2 separate regions of the Drosophila melanogaster genome follow, and region 2 is linked to region 1. The links are chromatin contacts, called in public Hi-C maps. All regions are on one chromosome and are shown on one strand. The core of a region is the stretch at or near the end of the contact, and the rest is flanking DNA. Distances in the headings are between cores, read along the strand shown.

Evidence for each region. A called contact is a pair of places that touch in the nucleus more often than the background predicts.
Region 2: a Hi-C map of the Kc167 cell line shows a contact between it and region 1, with 2.9 times the contacts expected there. The contact joins the promoter of SelR here to the promoter of CG8032 in region 1. A contact is called at or near these places in 11 of 107 Hi-C or Micro-C datasets (the Kc167 cell line, brain, embryo and 2 more).

What each region holds. Positions count from the first base shown.
Region 1 is chr3R:8,659,066-8,666,854 of dm6, forward strand. CG8032 reads left to right here and starts at 5,050. Exons shown (of 5, transcript NM_001275451.2): 1 at 5,050-5,684; 2 at 6,372-6,777; 3 at 6,833-7,607; 4 at 7,670-7,789. The coding sequence starts at 5,418. p (pink) reads right to left here. Exons shown (of 4, transcript NM_001316526.1): 2 at 4,578-4,838; 3 at 3,995-4,495; 4 at 1,838-3,916. The coding sequence starts at 4,661. The coding sequence ends at 2,021. bel (belle) reads right to left here and starts at 1,696. Exons shown (of 4, transcript NM_001275450.1): 1 at 898-1,696. The coding sequence starts at 942.
Region 2 is chr3R:10,864,765-10,872,553 of dm6, forward strand. SelR (Selenoprotein R) reads right to left here and starts at 3,878. Exons shown (of 4, transcript NM_206473.4): 1 at 3,675-3,878; 2 at 2,045-2,196; 3 at 1,765-1,929. The coding sequence starts at 2,156. It overlaps Tsp86D (Tetraspanin 86D), which reads left to right and starts at 3,944. Exons shown (of 2, transcript NM_079585.5): 1 at 3,944-4,821; 2 at 4,879-5,791. The coding sequence starts at 4,269. The coding sequence ends at 5,201. It overlaps Fdh (Formaldehyde dehydrogenase), which reads right to left and starts at 7,617. Exons shown (of 3, transcript NM_079586.4): 1 at 7,491-7,617; 2 at 7,332-7,421; 3 at 6,142-7,261. The coding sequence starts at 7,511. The coding sequence ends at 6,233.

The DNA of each region.
Region 1 (7,789 bases), core at 3,800-6,299:
GCGGGACCCAAGTGGACAGAATGGTGATGAAAGCAAGGGAACTCTTTCAAGAACTAGTTTAAATGTATACAATGATTATTATTCCCGTATATCTTGTAATATTCAATATTTTGCCTTCTTCATTTATATTAATTAACAAAGGCAGCTAAATATGTAATTCGCAGATTTTGTGGGGCGTCACTTAACGGCTAGATCGTTGCTAGATTCATTGCGTGCATTTGAGGCATACAGAAATAGTAGTATTTAACTAAACTATTTCCATTTGAAAGCATTAACGTTTGTTTATTTCACATCTCTAATAAAGTTTAATTCTTTTTAAGGACCTAACAAAGGCTTGTTAAAATAGTGTATGTAGATTACATGCTTTGCTTTTCTTCCATTTTTTTTTGCCAAATCACCCTTGAAATTAATCACCAGATCGCTTACTCCTGGCAACCCTATTTACAACAGCTTCCACATGTGTGAGCAAGCGAGAGAGAGCGAGATATAACACACACACACGACCAGCCTTAGAACAGCGGCACTGCTCGCACACACGACACACTCAACGTGAGAGGCCGAATGGAAACTTTCATATGTATATATTATACATGTCAAATTGGAGGCAAGCGAGCAAAAATTATACAAAAGAAATTACAAATTGGAATGACGAAGAGGGACCCAGGCGCACACACACACGCACATATATGCAAGCCATTGACACCGACACAATTCACCGTTGTAAAACGAGCGATAGAGACATTAGTGTGTTATGAAATCAATAAATTTCTAGGCGAACTTTTTCAAATAGCCGCATGAGCATCACGAACACACACACACAGCCACCGCATACACATGCGTGTTCCATTCTTATATAGATGGTAAATGGTATTTTCAGCAGTTAAAAACGCTACTTACTTGCTGCTCTAGACCTGTGCCATTTTGGTTAATAGCATTACTCATATTATCCTCCAATCAGTTGCTTTTTTTTTCTTGCTTTCCGTTTAGGAAAATTTTGCAATGGTTACGCTTTGAATTTTTTTTTTTGAATGCACACTTGCAATTTGCGACAAAAAAATGTATACGATCGTTGTGTTGGTGTTGCACTTTGTGTCTATACGTTTTTCCTTAGTTTTTCCGACAAAAAACTTCTTACGTTCCACAAGCTACTGCGTTCTCGTGTGAAATTTCAGGGTTCTTTTCGTTCCTCGCACACAATTCCCTTTGTTCGGCTTGAAACTGAGACGTTTCCGTATCGGATTTGGCTGGCCTGCTTGTGCCAACAATTACAATTACAAGCGCTATGGGCTTGGAAAATGCTGCTTCTCCGACGAGTTCACGTTTTTTTCCGCTTTCAGACGCGTGTCTAAAAAATCAGGGCTGCTTTAGCACGTATATCGATGAGGAATCGATAGATGCGGTCGGTGGAGGTAGAGCAGAGACTCCAACCTGGGCTCTCGGCGGCGGTTACTGGCAAAGACTCCGGCAAGGGCGTTGCCAGATCTATATCCTCGTCTCGCGGTCTATGAAATTCAAATTGAATTTTTTCACTTTTGCTTTTTCGGCGCGTCGATCCCTTCTAGGCTGTTGTTGTTTTTTGAATGGAAGAGAAATGAGGCTGGGCAGTTAAATTTTGTTTCTTAAAGGCCAAAAATGTTTGTGTTTATGTTTAGGAATAGTTGTTTATAAGGCGTCAGCCGCTGTACCCCATTTCGTTATTTGAAGCAAAAGTCAAAGAAATTCAAATTAAATTTGAAATTTAGTATATATATGTGATTGCCGTAAAATAGGTATTAAAAATTTCCAAACAATTCCATACTCAAGTTCCCTCCAAGTCTGTTAAAGAAAACTAAAATTCGAAGTTTCGAACTCTGGAATATATTCATTCACTTTCGTCTTCAGAATATACATATTGTGAATGTACATGTTTATATAGAATAAATGCTTTTGGTATTGGCCTTAGCTTGAGATTAGTTAGTGGAACAATAAATATGGCTATAAAGTATCGTATATATGTATATAATAATAATTTTCATATCGTTCAGCCCTTGAGCAGGCAGCGGGAGTAGAACTCCCGGTCGATAGCGTCGTTTGGAATGTATGAGCTCCACTTGAAGATCAGCGCCAGCGTGTCCCCGGCGGACATGTGATCCAGAGCGATGTTGAGGAAACAGTTCCAGTTGTAGAAGAAGTGGCGTCCCAACTGTTCCTGTTCCACGCCAGATATGCACTCGCAGTTGGCGCACACCAGTCGTCCGCCGCGTTGCAGTTCCACGAACTGTTCGAAGCAGCGGCCCCATGCGCTCACGCTCAGTTGTTTGCCCACGTCAGCCAGAAGTTCGGGGAGTCCGTAGTTGAGGACGATGGCCACCACTTTGGTGAGATTCTGTTCGGCTAGGTAAAATTTAGCTAAGACGTCTAATAGTGCCGGCACTGATTGAACAACATCAAAGCACTTCAGTTGCTCGCCACGGGACCAGAAGTATCGCAGGAGCACTGCTCCAAGCTCATGATACTGGCAGGAGGTATCGAAGCGAAGGGGGAACGAGCAATGCTCACACTTGACAATCTCCGCATTTTGCGAAGTATTTAGCAGCACAAATCCGGCAGCTATGTGATCCCGCGTAGCGTCGTCCACTTCCCAGATCATCTCCGGATCCAGGTAATCGAAATACATCTCGTAGCAATTGCGTTGCGCTTGGTCAGGCGTATCCCCATGCTCTACCATCACCTGGGCTAGTTTCTCGAGCAGATTCACCAGCTCGCCAGCTGCATACTCGTCGAAGACAGCGCGATAACGATCGACGCACTGCGTCCGGCTAAACTTGGCGCTCTTGGCGATCAGGTAGAGGTTGTAAAGAGTCTTCTCCTCGGGACTGATGTGGGGAACCTGGGGAGCCGGTTTCTTACAGCGCCTAACAATTTCCTCCTCCTGATCCTCGCTTCCCGACTCGTAGCGTGCTTTGATGTCCTTGAACGGCAGAGAACGCTCGCTGGCTGGAATTAGTTCCCTGACCAACTGCTGCTGTTCCTCGGCAAAAATATTGAACTTGTATTTTATGATGTTCTTGCCGAATTTACCAGTTACCGTCAGCAGCGCATCCTTGAAGTGTCCCGTTTTGAGAGGCTGCTTCAAGTTGTCGCAGAATGCGTTTTCCAGCACGTACACTCCCTTCGGCGGAGCTCTCGATGAACTTCCGCCGCTCAAACTGCGTTCAGTGGTGGCTGAACTGCCTCCCGAGCTGTGCGTATCCAAAGCACTGCCTGTGCACTGAGTTATGGCATCAAATATCACGGATATATCGTTCAACAGCTCGTACTCCTGCCGCTCGATGAGTAGTTGTTTCAGCGGATTGAGCTGTTTAAGTTCGTAATCCTCGCGAGCCTTGTCCGCAAAATATCGGACATGCTGGCGTAGTAGATTTGCGCAAGGCAGCAATTTGGATTGTTGTATAAGAGAAACTGCGTGGGATTGCAGCGTCTGCAGCTGGACACTATAAAGTGCGCCAGACTGCGTAAACACAAAGATCTCCGATCCCGAGGAGCGGCAGTCGGCGATTCTCTCGAACTGATTGGACCACAGCACCACCGCCGATCGTCGAATATCAAATATATATAGTCCCAGCTCTGTAAAGGCCAGCAGAAAGTCATCGTTCAACCTTTGTACCTTTGCGAACTGCAGATTCTGCGGCTGATAGTCCAGCAGCTCGGCATTGGCGTCCAGTTCGTCTGTTCCGCTACCAGGTCGCTGAATCCTTGCCGGTGCGGTGGCTAGGGCCGTCTTGAACTGGTGCGTCTGTATCACCTCGCCCTCAAAGTCCACCTCCCACACGCGACTGCCTGGTCGGGCGCAGTAGATACGAGATGGCTGCAAAGACTCCTGCGGCGAGACGAAAAAGCAGGCGCCAAAGGCTCCATCCCGCGGACGGTTACCAATCTGAAAAATATGACATGAGGTAAAAGTTTATCGATTGTATGTGATCAGATTGGCTTAGCCACCAGCGCACAAACGCACTTGTTTGTAATCCTCGTACTCAGTGTTGCACAGAATGCACTTGGTGCAATTGGACACCAGCAGCAGGTACTCAAAATCATCAATTTGGACGATCGGAGAGTCCAGGTAGAGCAGCGGATGCACTGTCATGTTGAACAGCAGACTGTGTCCGATGAACGAGGAGAGCAGCACGAGGCTGACTTGTCCGCGAGAGTCGCCATAGTAGAACTGCTTCTCGTCCTGCGTCCAGTGGATGCATGTAACCTGCACCGACTGGTCCAGGTGCGTAAAGATCACCTGCGGCGTGGCCTGCGCGGACAAATTCACGGCATAAACACAGATGAGCGAACGTTGCGTTGCAAAAGCCACATATTTGCTATTTGCCGATATGCTGAGGCTGGTGATCGCTCCATGCTTGTTTGGTATCAAGAGCAGAAACTTGCCGTTCCGATTGAACAGATACAGCGATCCGGATGAGGCACCGAAAATGATATAGCTGTCGGAGATGTCGAAGCAGGTGTACTGAAGGGAGGAAGGGCGTGCATTAGTGAATGGTCTGCTATCAAATTGCGGGTGAGACTCAATTGGATTGACTTGCTCTCACCTTGATGCGATTGTGGTGTTTCAGCGGCAGCGACAGCGACAGCGAAAAATCAATAAAGTTCGTCAGGCAGTAGGCGTCGGCCATCTTGTGGGCTTTTTCGTTGTCCGAAGCGTTCGTTAATCACATAGCTCGCTTTGAAATCGCGATTACGTTATTGCATTGCACATCGCATGCATTTATTTACAAAAATTATGTTTTTATCAGCGCGACGAGTAATTCGTGTACATAGGTCGTTGGAACTGTCTGGCAGCTCTGTTAGTGCTGGCAGGTGGTCGATAACAAGTGGAGTGTGATTAGAGCGATTACTTTTTATTTCAAATACTTTGTAATAAACTTGTTAGTGTCTTAATTAAAACAATTCAAATCTTCAATTTGAAATGTATATTAAAATCAAAAGTTTCATGAAATCACAGACGTTAAAGTATCGATACATTTAGTGCTGTAAAATGACAGCTGGCTTGTTTACCCTTATAAGCTTCAAGTCTGGCAATACTGCGACCAGCAGCTGTCGTAAAACTTATCCTTCAAACTTTCAATTAAAATACGTTTTTCTGAAAAAATCGCTTATCAAACTCCCATACATAAAAATAAAACTATTATTACACAATGTTTACTAAAAAAAATTGGATATTTACCACCCAGCCGAACAGCTGTTCGCTGCTACCTCCCCCAACCCATAAACCTACTGTCAAGTAAACGTCAAAACAGTCGCGCGACTCGCCAAGCGAAAAAACCTGCAGAAAAATTGAAATGCGGCGTGAAAGATACTAGAAAAATAACAAATAAACACCGGGTATCCGCAATTAAAACGCTTATGTACATAGAAGCCAAAGTGTAGCAATGGGCGACAAGGAGGAGCCCGTAACACCCGCTCCCTCGCCCACGGAGGAGGGTATGGCCAATATTGGGTCTGCTGGAGCCGGGGATCAGCCGCAAACTTCAGGGAATAATACCAACGTTAAGATCGTGATCATTGGAGCTGGAATGGCTGGCCTATCGGCTGCAAATCACCTTTTGCAAAACGGCTGTGACGATTTCCTTATTCTGGAGGCACGGGGCCGGGTGGGCGGACGCATTGTGTCCATACCGCTCAGCAATAATCAGAAGGTACCATTTGTTATATAACCCCCTCAAGTCCAAAAACCAAAACAAACCATCATAGGCGACCATATGGTATTAAAGGAAAAACACTTCCGACTCGGAAAAACCACGAGCATGTTGTAACACATTCTTCGCCCCAGCCAGTTGATTATAGATTTTTCCACGGACTGCGCAGTCGGTCAGCTGTTCACGCTTTTCATTAAAGCTATTTTTATACATGTTCCTGTTCCCTCTATTTGCCTATTGTTAGCTTTATTTGTTACATATGCTTACATGGGGGTAATTAATGTAATTGCATCTGTCGTGAATCTTACTCACGATTTTCATTCCGTTCATTAGCATAGTTTTGATCGGTTTGGCGGCACCTTATCAAGAAATTTGTTATACAACTTTCTTCGGCAACGTTTGTCAGATTAGATAGGGGTTTTCTGAATTAAGCCAATGATGACGTATCTAGTGCAATGCCCTGAAAAACTCACGGGTTTGCGGGCTAACGATCACGTAGTCTTAGTTATGGGACTGAAAAATTTATTATTTTTCCAGTTTTCCACATTGTTTCACTTCACATGTACTAATTACGCCCCTAAATTATCTAATATAGGTCAGTTCTTATCTTTTTTATACTAGAAAGTTAAATGTTAAGCTTTGCCTACTTATCTGAGATGTTCCTATTTAAACACTTCTATTTCACAGATAGAACTTGGCGCCAACTGGATACACGGCGTTCTGGGCAATCCCATCTTTGAGCTGGCCGTACAACATGGTCTAGTCAGCGTGGTCAACGTACCGAAACCGCACAAGGTGGTGGCCACCACGGAGGACGGGCACCAGGTGCCTTTTAACATACTTCAGGAGATCTACGAGGCGTACGTCTGCTTTCTGAGGCGGTGCGATGAGTATTTCCTGTGTCAGTACAGCCCGCCGCCGGATATACACAGCGTGGGAGAGCACATTAACTATGAGATCGAAATCTATCTGAGCGGGGTCCAGGATCCCAAGGAAAAACGCCTCAAGCAATCCATATTTAACTGCCTGCTCAAGCGAGAGACCTGCATTACCGGCTGCAACAACATGGACGAGGTGGATCTCCTCGAACTTGGTAAGGCTAAGCTAAAAATAAAGTATATACAATATGAATATATATTTTATTTTAGGCAGCTACACTGAGCTACAAGGAGGCAATATAGTGTTGCCAACTGGTTATAGCTCTATTCTGCGACCGCTGGGTGCTCAGATAGCCAAGCAGTCCATACTGACCAAATGCCCGGTGAAGAAAATCCACTGGAAGCGGAAAAAGACCTTCACTGGGCTGGAGACAGTCGACGAGAACTCGGAGGACGAGCATTCAGACGACTCTGAACGAACGGTGACGGAAGTGCCGACGGGGGAAATTCGTGGCGCCTCCGTGGAGTCCAACACCAGCAGCAATTGTGATTATCCTGCAGGCAACGTGCGCATAGATTGCGAGGACGGTCGAGTGTTCCATGCAGCCCATGTGATATGCACCATACCGCTAGGCGTACTGAAAAACACCCATCGCACTCTCTTCGATCCTGTGCTGCCGCAGTACAAACAGGAGTCCATCGAGAATCTCATGTTCGGCACCGTGGACAAGATCTTCTTGGAGTACGAGCGACCATTCCTCAGTGCCGATATATCAGAGATTATGCTATTGTGGGACGACGATAAGCGGGATATGAACAGCTCCGAGGAGGAGCTGGCCAGCGAAGCGTATCTCAGCAAGAATTGGTTCAAGAAGATATATTCGTTTGCCAAGGTGACGGACACGCTGCTCTTGGGCTGGGTCTCGGGCCGGGAGGCGGAGTACATGGAGAAGCTCGACCATGAGGCAGTGGCTGAAAAGTGTACGGAAATACTTAGGAACTTTCTGCAGGATCCTTACGTGCCCAAGCCAAAGCGATGTGTTTGGTAAGGCAAAGAAACATTATTTGGTTAAGAATGTTGTATATTAAAGAAAAATCTATTTGTAGTACCAGTTGGAAGTCGCAGGACTTCACCGGTGGCGCATACACCTCAATACCGGTGGGCGCAACTCAGGAGGACATCGAGAACCTCGCCCAGCCCCTCTATGCCACGCCCCAAGCCATGAA
Region 2 (7,789 bases), core at 2,628-5,127, 2.2 Mb after region 1:
ATGATCTATGTAGATTCAAAACCGAAATATGTATGAAAATTGCACTTAACCGAAAAGAAAAACATATAAACTAACTAAAGGAACCCTCGTCTTATCCCAAAATAAATGATAACCTTGCGCAAAACTTAACTTCTTGCTAAGCACGTAAGTTCCTACAAAATGGGTTAATTTTTATTAACGTACAATATACATATCCTATAGATACGATGAGAATGCAAGGGGAGATACTTTTGAGAAGTAGAGTTCATCTACACAGTGAGTGAGATTGTAAACCGAAAAGAGTGCATAAACCCAGGCCAGGAACTGTAGACTCGCATTTCCGTTCATAAAACTTTCGTAAACTTTATAAAGTTATAATATAGAGATAGAGATTTGAAACCGAAACATACATAGGGTAAAAGTAGGAAAAGTATATAGCAAATGGAATCTGCTGGGCTGAACTACAATACTAAACTCTCACTCCTCGTTCCGCAATACATTTTCAAACATCGTTCTTGTGTATAAGCTATGTTTTTTTTTGTTCGTTAAACAGTTTTGCATAATAAACGCCTATAAAATAGCTAAATATCTTTCTTTGCTGGACCTGCAGCCCTCTATAGACCCGGAGTAGCATCTACCGCTGGTCTATATGGGGCTACTCCTCCGGGTGTAATGGTATTCCTTGTGGTTAGCAGGCAGATCGGTCATTATTTCTTGGACGAGGCCGTCGATGGATCCGCCTTCGATGGCGTCGCACTCTTCACGAAATCGATGGACGCGGAATTGATGCAGAAGCGTCGATGCTTGGGCGGCGGTCCATCATCGAAGACGTGGCCCATATGGGCGGAGCATCGGGAGCAGCGCACCTCGGTGCGCACCATGCCTAGCGTTTTCGAAATGACTACTGTTGGTTTAATCGGTTTACAAGTGATACTCGTGGGTGATATTCGGGTGGAATCGATATGGCATTAGTTGTATTTCATGTGGTTTTTTTTTAGAAAGAAAGAAATGTTGAGAAAGTCAGGCGGGATAGAAGAGTGGGATAAGAGAACACAATACTCGGTTAGGAATCAATTTTAGTCGCTTCTTCTCGCTTTGTTGCACATTCAGGTGCTGCAACGGCAGCAGGAACACTCACTAGTCACAAATCACCGGCACAAGACTAAACACAGTAACACAACAATGGCAAGGCCAACGGCACAACTACAGTGAACTCTGGGCAGTGGAACAGTTTTGGGGTCGGGTTCAAGATCAGATTTTAAACACGAAACAAAGCAACAAACAAGGCAACACAAACAGCACAGACTTTAAATGAATAATATTAGCTAATGGGTTTATAAGGTTTAATTAAGCCATTAACTAATAAGCCTCTTCTTATAAACATCTCACTTTATGATTTTATTTCTTTACAATGACTTATGCACACCATTTTCTTTAGAAATGGAAAACAATCAAGCTGAAGGTCATACCAAAATATGAAATATACATATGTATATGTTTATATGCTTATATAACTCTACAATTAATCGTTATCAAGGCTTCTTTATAAACTTGGTAATCTTATGATTGCTCTTATTCACACATGACAACTAGGCGAATAATTACTCTAGTCTGGGTTATATTGTCTCCTAGGTGGATAAACGCAAATGAAATTCTCAACTCTTGGGTGCGGCAACGGAACAGCAACTCAAATAAAAACATAACTCAAAACGCTTTGCAATAATCAACAGCTAAAAGTGCCGAGCAAGGTCTTGGCCAAAAGTGGGCCGCCTGGCCAATACGCACCTGGTATGCTGGCATCGCGGTGCAGCGTGACCTTGCCCTTGTCTAGGACATCGTTGAAGGCCGGCCATCCGCATCCCGAGTCGTACTTGGTCTCCGAGCTGAACAGATCCTGGTGGCACACGATGCACTGGTACACGCCCTTCTCGTAGTGTTTGTTGTAGCAACCTGTGGACATTGCATTCCATCATTTGGGAATCAGAATTGAATGCACTTTGTTCGAGGGGTGGCGTTCCATCTTGATAATGGCTTATGGCTGCATGTTTTGTTAGGAGAGACTCACCTGTGAAGGGTCGCTCGGTGCCCGCCTCCTGGGTAACCTGATACTGCACCGGGGTCAGGCGCTTGCGCAGCTCCTCCTTGTTCACCGTAACCTTCTCGCTCTTGTTATCCATAGTCGCTGCTGGTCCGGAATACCTTTTGTCCGGATTGTCGCTGTCTTGGCGTGAATCTGGAATGCAATACAATACTTTGGTATTTGATTTGCGGTCGGGTCGGTTTGAGTGTGCTTTTCGGTTCGCCAGCAGTTGGGTAATGGAAACTGAGTAGGGGATTTCGTCAAGCTTCTGTAAGATTTCCCTCATAATCTGCCCACTTATCGGTGGGACTTTCAACGAAACCTTGGGCAATCTCAACTCGCTTATTTGAATGCGGCCATCTGACGATAAGAAGCTTACTACTATCAGCCATGAGTTGCTGAAAATACTTTCTCGAAACTCATAATCATCTTGTTTTCTCATACAAACGATACCATACCATTTATGAAAATGAATTATATGAAGAAAATTTTTGGCATTTTTGGAACCCAATTTGATAAGGAAATATATACATAAATATTCTTATTCCAATATTAAACAAAAGCTATATATAGCGTACAAAATATAGAAAATACTTATCATTTTCTTAAACAATTTGTTAACAATCTTGAAAACTCAAAATCAAAGTTGTGCATCCAGGGAATTAGTAACACCAATTTTGTATACAAACTTGCCTGCTAATTAATGAAGGTGTAAACAGATTTGTTAAGTGCGGCCAACAAATGGAGTGGAGAAACGCATTGGGCCAAAAATAGTTTTATGGCTTTTTATGCTGCTTGCCCGCCGTCAATCAAACGGAGTGGCGCCCAAAGCAAACGAAGGCGAAGGAAAAGCCGAAAAAAAAACCGAAAATCGAATAGCGTAGGTGGAGCAGTCACCTTTTATTTTCGGTTTTTCCGAGTGCAACAATAGAAAAGCCAGCCAAGTGTGTCGCGGGCAATTGAAGACAATGAATTCATTGCGAGCAAAGTCAGAAAATAGCGGCTAAATTGCGTTCATATAGAATGCAAATGTATAAAAAAATCAACTCAAATTGTGTCTAAAATTAGCCGATGGCCAATCGATGAGCATGGGCTGACACGCCCACAGGTATTACAAACTATACCTGCGACTTTTTAGTGCAACTCACCTGCGAAAAAGCGTGGAATGGCGAATATTCGAGTGCGCCGCAGTGCGTGGCGAGCAGAAAGTGCAAACATTATGTGGCTAATTTCAGGTGACAACTGCACTTGGCACTGCCTGGTTATTTAATCAGCACAGCAACAGGGGGAAAATGAGCAGAGCAAGGAGGAAAAGTCAATGTTTTGTCCACTGCGCACTGCCCACGCGTACTAACTAATATTTATGCAATTCGCGTTGCCACTTCCGTCTACCACATTTCCCACATTTTCCGTTCTATTTTCGTGCGCTTTTCTGCTTTTGAACGCTTGGCGAGGAGAAAGCGCAGTGCAGAGAAAGTCGCAACTCAATTAGGGAAAATGCGCTCGCAATTGTGCTTCAATGTCACCAGCGGAGAACCGAAAAGAAAAAACACTTAATTTTCCCACACTTAAATGGTGCGTCCTTGGGTTTTCTCTAAGCTGGAAAACTACTCACCTGCTGAATAGCGCTCTAAATGGTGCTGATTCTATTTTTGGCCTTTTGTTTATGAATGCGCCAAACGCGGGCGAAAACAAGCGTGCGTCGCAATGTTACGCAGCGGTGGAAAATTAAAAACTAATACAAAAAAAGCTGCTTGGGAAAACAGCTGCACGCGATGAAAATCAAACACCTGGCTGGCTCGCGTTGCCAATCGAATGCTGGATGATAGGCAACAAAGGCAGTACGGTCACGCGAACAGCTGACTGGCCGCGCTGCCAACTGCTGCCTAATTGGACAGCACGTCTGGCAACGCCGGGCACTTTGTTATTTTTAGTGGCTCCATAAATTTGCTTATCAGTCATAAAATTTAAGCTAGTGCGTTAATTCATCATATTCGCTGCGGGGAAACACCAGAGTTAGACAGTCCACCACTGACGCACTGCGAAACTATAGCAAAACAGCCGTGCAGGCCGCTGAAGAGACCACACGCAAAGAGGGCGTCAACAAAAAGAAAAAACCGTGGGGGAGGAAACCTGGGCAAAAATACCAGGAAAAGTAATACTCATCGAAATACTCGGCTGAAAACACGACTTGCACATTCGCGTGGCCATGAGCAATCACAGATACCATCAGGGGGGCAACTACATGCACCCGCGGATCTCCACCTATCCGCACCACTTCAGCTACGTTTCCTCTTGCGTCAAGTACATGATCTTCCTGCTAAACTTCCTCTTCTGGCTCTTCGGCGGCCTGCTCCTGGCCATCGGCGTGTACGCCTTCATGGACAAACTGATGGACGGCAATGGCTGGCTGCGCTTGGACACCATCTACGATGTGATCTTCAACATCTCCCTGGTGATGATCATCGCCGGAGTCATCGTCTTCACGGTCAGCTTCGCCGGCTGTTTGGGTGCGCTGCGCGAGAACACCTGGCTGCTAAAGCTGTACTCCATGTGCCTGCTTCTCTTCTTCATACTGGAGATGTCGCTGGCCATCATCTGCTTCGTTTTCCCGCAGTACATGAACTCGTTCCTCGAGTACCAGTTCACGGACAAAATCATCCACTCGTACCGTGACGACTCCGACTTGCAAAACTTCATCGACTTTGCCCAGCAGGAGTTTAACTGCTGCGGCCTGAGCAACGCCGGCTACCAGGATTGGAGTGAGTATTTGATTCATAAGCCACAAACGAATTAATTCCATGTCCGTATGCATACAGGCAAGAACGAGTACTTCAACTGCTCATCGCCGTCGGTGGAGAGATGTGGAGTGCCCTACAGCTGCTGTATTAATGCCACCGATATCAGCTCCGGCCTAGTGAACATCATGTGTGGCTATGGCGTGCAGGTGCGTTCAGTGGCCGCCGCCAGCAAGCGCATCTGGACCAGCGGCTGCATCGAGATCGTGCGAGTATGGGTCGAGAGGAATCTGTATGTGATTGCCGGCGTTGCCCTGGGCATAGCCTTGCTGCAGTTGTTCGTCATCTATTTGGCCAAGACCCTGGAGGGACAGATCGACCTGCAGAAGTCGCGCTGGTCGTGAGTGCAATGCCACCATCCGTATCTCTACGGATATCCGCCATGCGAAGACGACCCGTATTACAATTCGCGGATGTGAGGCGGACTTTTTTGGTCCTGCCCGTGCTCAAATAATTTCAAACCGAATCCCACTCCTAGAATAATCCATAGCTCCCTATATACCATCTCTTGTGTTTTCGATAGATTTAAGTTCTAATGTCCCGCGATAATAGTATTTCAATAGTATTCTCATACTCTCCTAGGCTTAGGAAAAAGTATTTATACTCCTTTGTGTTCGTTTGCTCTGTATGTTTTTTAAACGTCAGCGCATTCTTAGTCACAAGTAAAGTCGAACACATCTAAAGTTTTACTCTTATACGTATGCAATATCAGACTATTTAAAAGACACTTGTGTATAAGCTAGCGAGTTCCATAAGAAATATGCATTTAAAATGAGATTTATATGTAACGACGAAACCAAAACTGCATGCATGTTTGTTAAATTGAAAAACATACTAGATACATAGACTTATTATCATTTTTAAGTATCTGTACGCGTGTTTGTCTGCAAACGTTGTTGTAGTGCGTATTTAAATACAGGCATTCTATACGTGTAATCGTGACTTTTTCATATGGTGAAAACAGCACAAAGTACCTGTCTTATCGCTCCACTTGGTTATTCCAATCTTGTTCTTACGATTGACCTTTAATCTACAACTTTCGGGGCCTTAGGGGATGTCCGGCAGTGAGTTTAGTTTGGGTCATCAGATAACTCTATCAATCTATAACAATGTTGCGAAATTCTTGAAATATACATACGTATTAAGTAACCGCAATCTCGAACAATTCCAAGTTGTTGAACTTCGAGATTTAGTGGGGCAGTGCAGATAAGCAAATCCAAGCAATTATGAGGAGTAAGCGCGAGAGGGACAGTAATCCGACCCCCAATGAAGATACTCTTATGTACATATACACTGGGAGTTTATTATTTTAAGCAATCGCATGCGATTGCCAACTTGTATAAAAAGTGAAAAGCAAAGAATTGTTATCTCATGCTTAGTACTTAATAATGGATCGGATACTCTCGCCCTTGTGCATCAGATCGAATGCCTCGTTGATCTGCGACAGCGGCAGCTCGTGGGTGATGAACTCGTCCACCAGCAGATCCTTCTTCAGGTAGTCCTCCACCAATTTGGGAACATCGGAAACGGAGCGCCAGCCTCCGAAGGCGGAACCCTTCCACACGCGACCCACGACCAGCTGGAAGGGTCGCGTGGAAATCTCCTGTCCAGCACCGGCCACTCCGATCACCACCGAAGTGCCCCAACCCTTGTGTGTGGCCTCCAAAGCGGAGCGCATGGTGTTCACATTGCCAATGCATTCGAAGGTGTAATCGAATCCACCATCGGTCAGATCGATCAGGTAGTTCTGGATCGAACCCTTGTCGGCCACATCCTTGGGGTTGACAAAGTCGGTGAATCCGAACTTCTTGGCCAGCTCAAACTTGTCGGGATTGATGTCAATGCCGTAGATCTTGCCGGCACCAGCCTTCTTGCAGCCCAAACCCACGGCCAAGCCCACAGCTCCCAAGCCCCAAACAGCGCAGGTGCTACCGGCTTCCACCTTGGCAGTGTTGAGGGCGGCTCCGTAGCCTGTGGAAATGCCGCACCCCAGCAGGCAGACTTTCTCCAGCGGCGCCTTTTCGTTGATCTTTGTCAGCGAAATGTCGGCCACCACGGTGTACTCTGCGAAGGTGGAGGTGCCCATGAAGTGGAACAACTGCTGTCCCTTGCAGCTGAGACGGGAGGTGCCCTCGGGCATGACTCCAGCGCCCTGGGTAAGTCGGATCTTTTGGCAGAGATTCGTCTTGCCGCTCTTGCAGAACTTGCACTCGTTGCACTGGGGGATGTAGAGAGCGATGACATGGTCGCCAGCCTTGAAGTTGGTCACGCCCTCGCCGACGCTCTCCACGATGCCGGCGCCCTCATGTCCCAACACCACTGGGAACAGGCCCTCCGGATCGGCACCGCTCAGGGTGAAGGCATCCGTGTGGCAGACGCCCGTGGCCGTGATCTTGATGCGCACCTTTTGAAGTCATGCCATCATGGTAATTAGTTAAATCTGTCACATTTGACACATTCCGAACTGAACTAACCTCATGAGCCTTGGGCGGCGCCACCTCGATATCCTCGATGACCAGCGGTTTCTTTGCCTCCCAAGCGACGGCGGCCTTGCATGTGATAACCTGTGATTGATTGTTGATTGACAGCCTGGGTGTGTTTCTGCTAATTAAAATTCCAGTTGCTGCACTCACCTTGCCCTCGGTAGCAGACATCTTTGCAGTATGGTTTATTGGAAAGTTTAGCGACAAGGTCCAATTGGCGAATGGAGAACGACTGGAAAATGAATGATGATAAGGAAGAAGAGCAGGCGGGAAAAGGCCGGTTAGCGCAGTGTGACCAGACAGCGATCGATAAAAAACCCTAAAAGCTCACCGGGACTCAGGAACTATTTATTTGGTTTATGCGGCTACTTACGTGTATTTGTTTTTTTTCTTGTCTTTTGAAACTACATTTGAAATAAATAATTAAATATATGTTTTACAAATCGGAT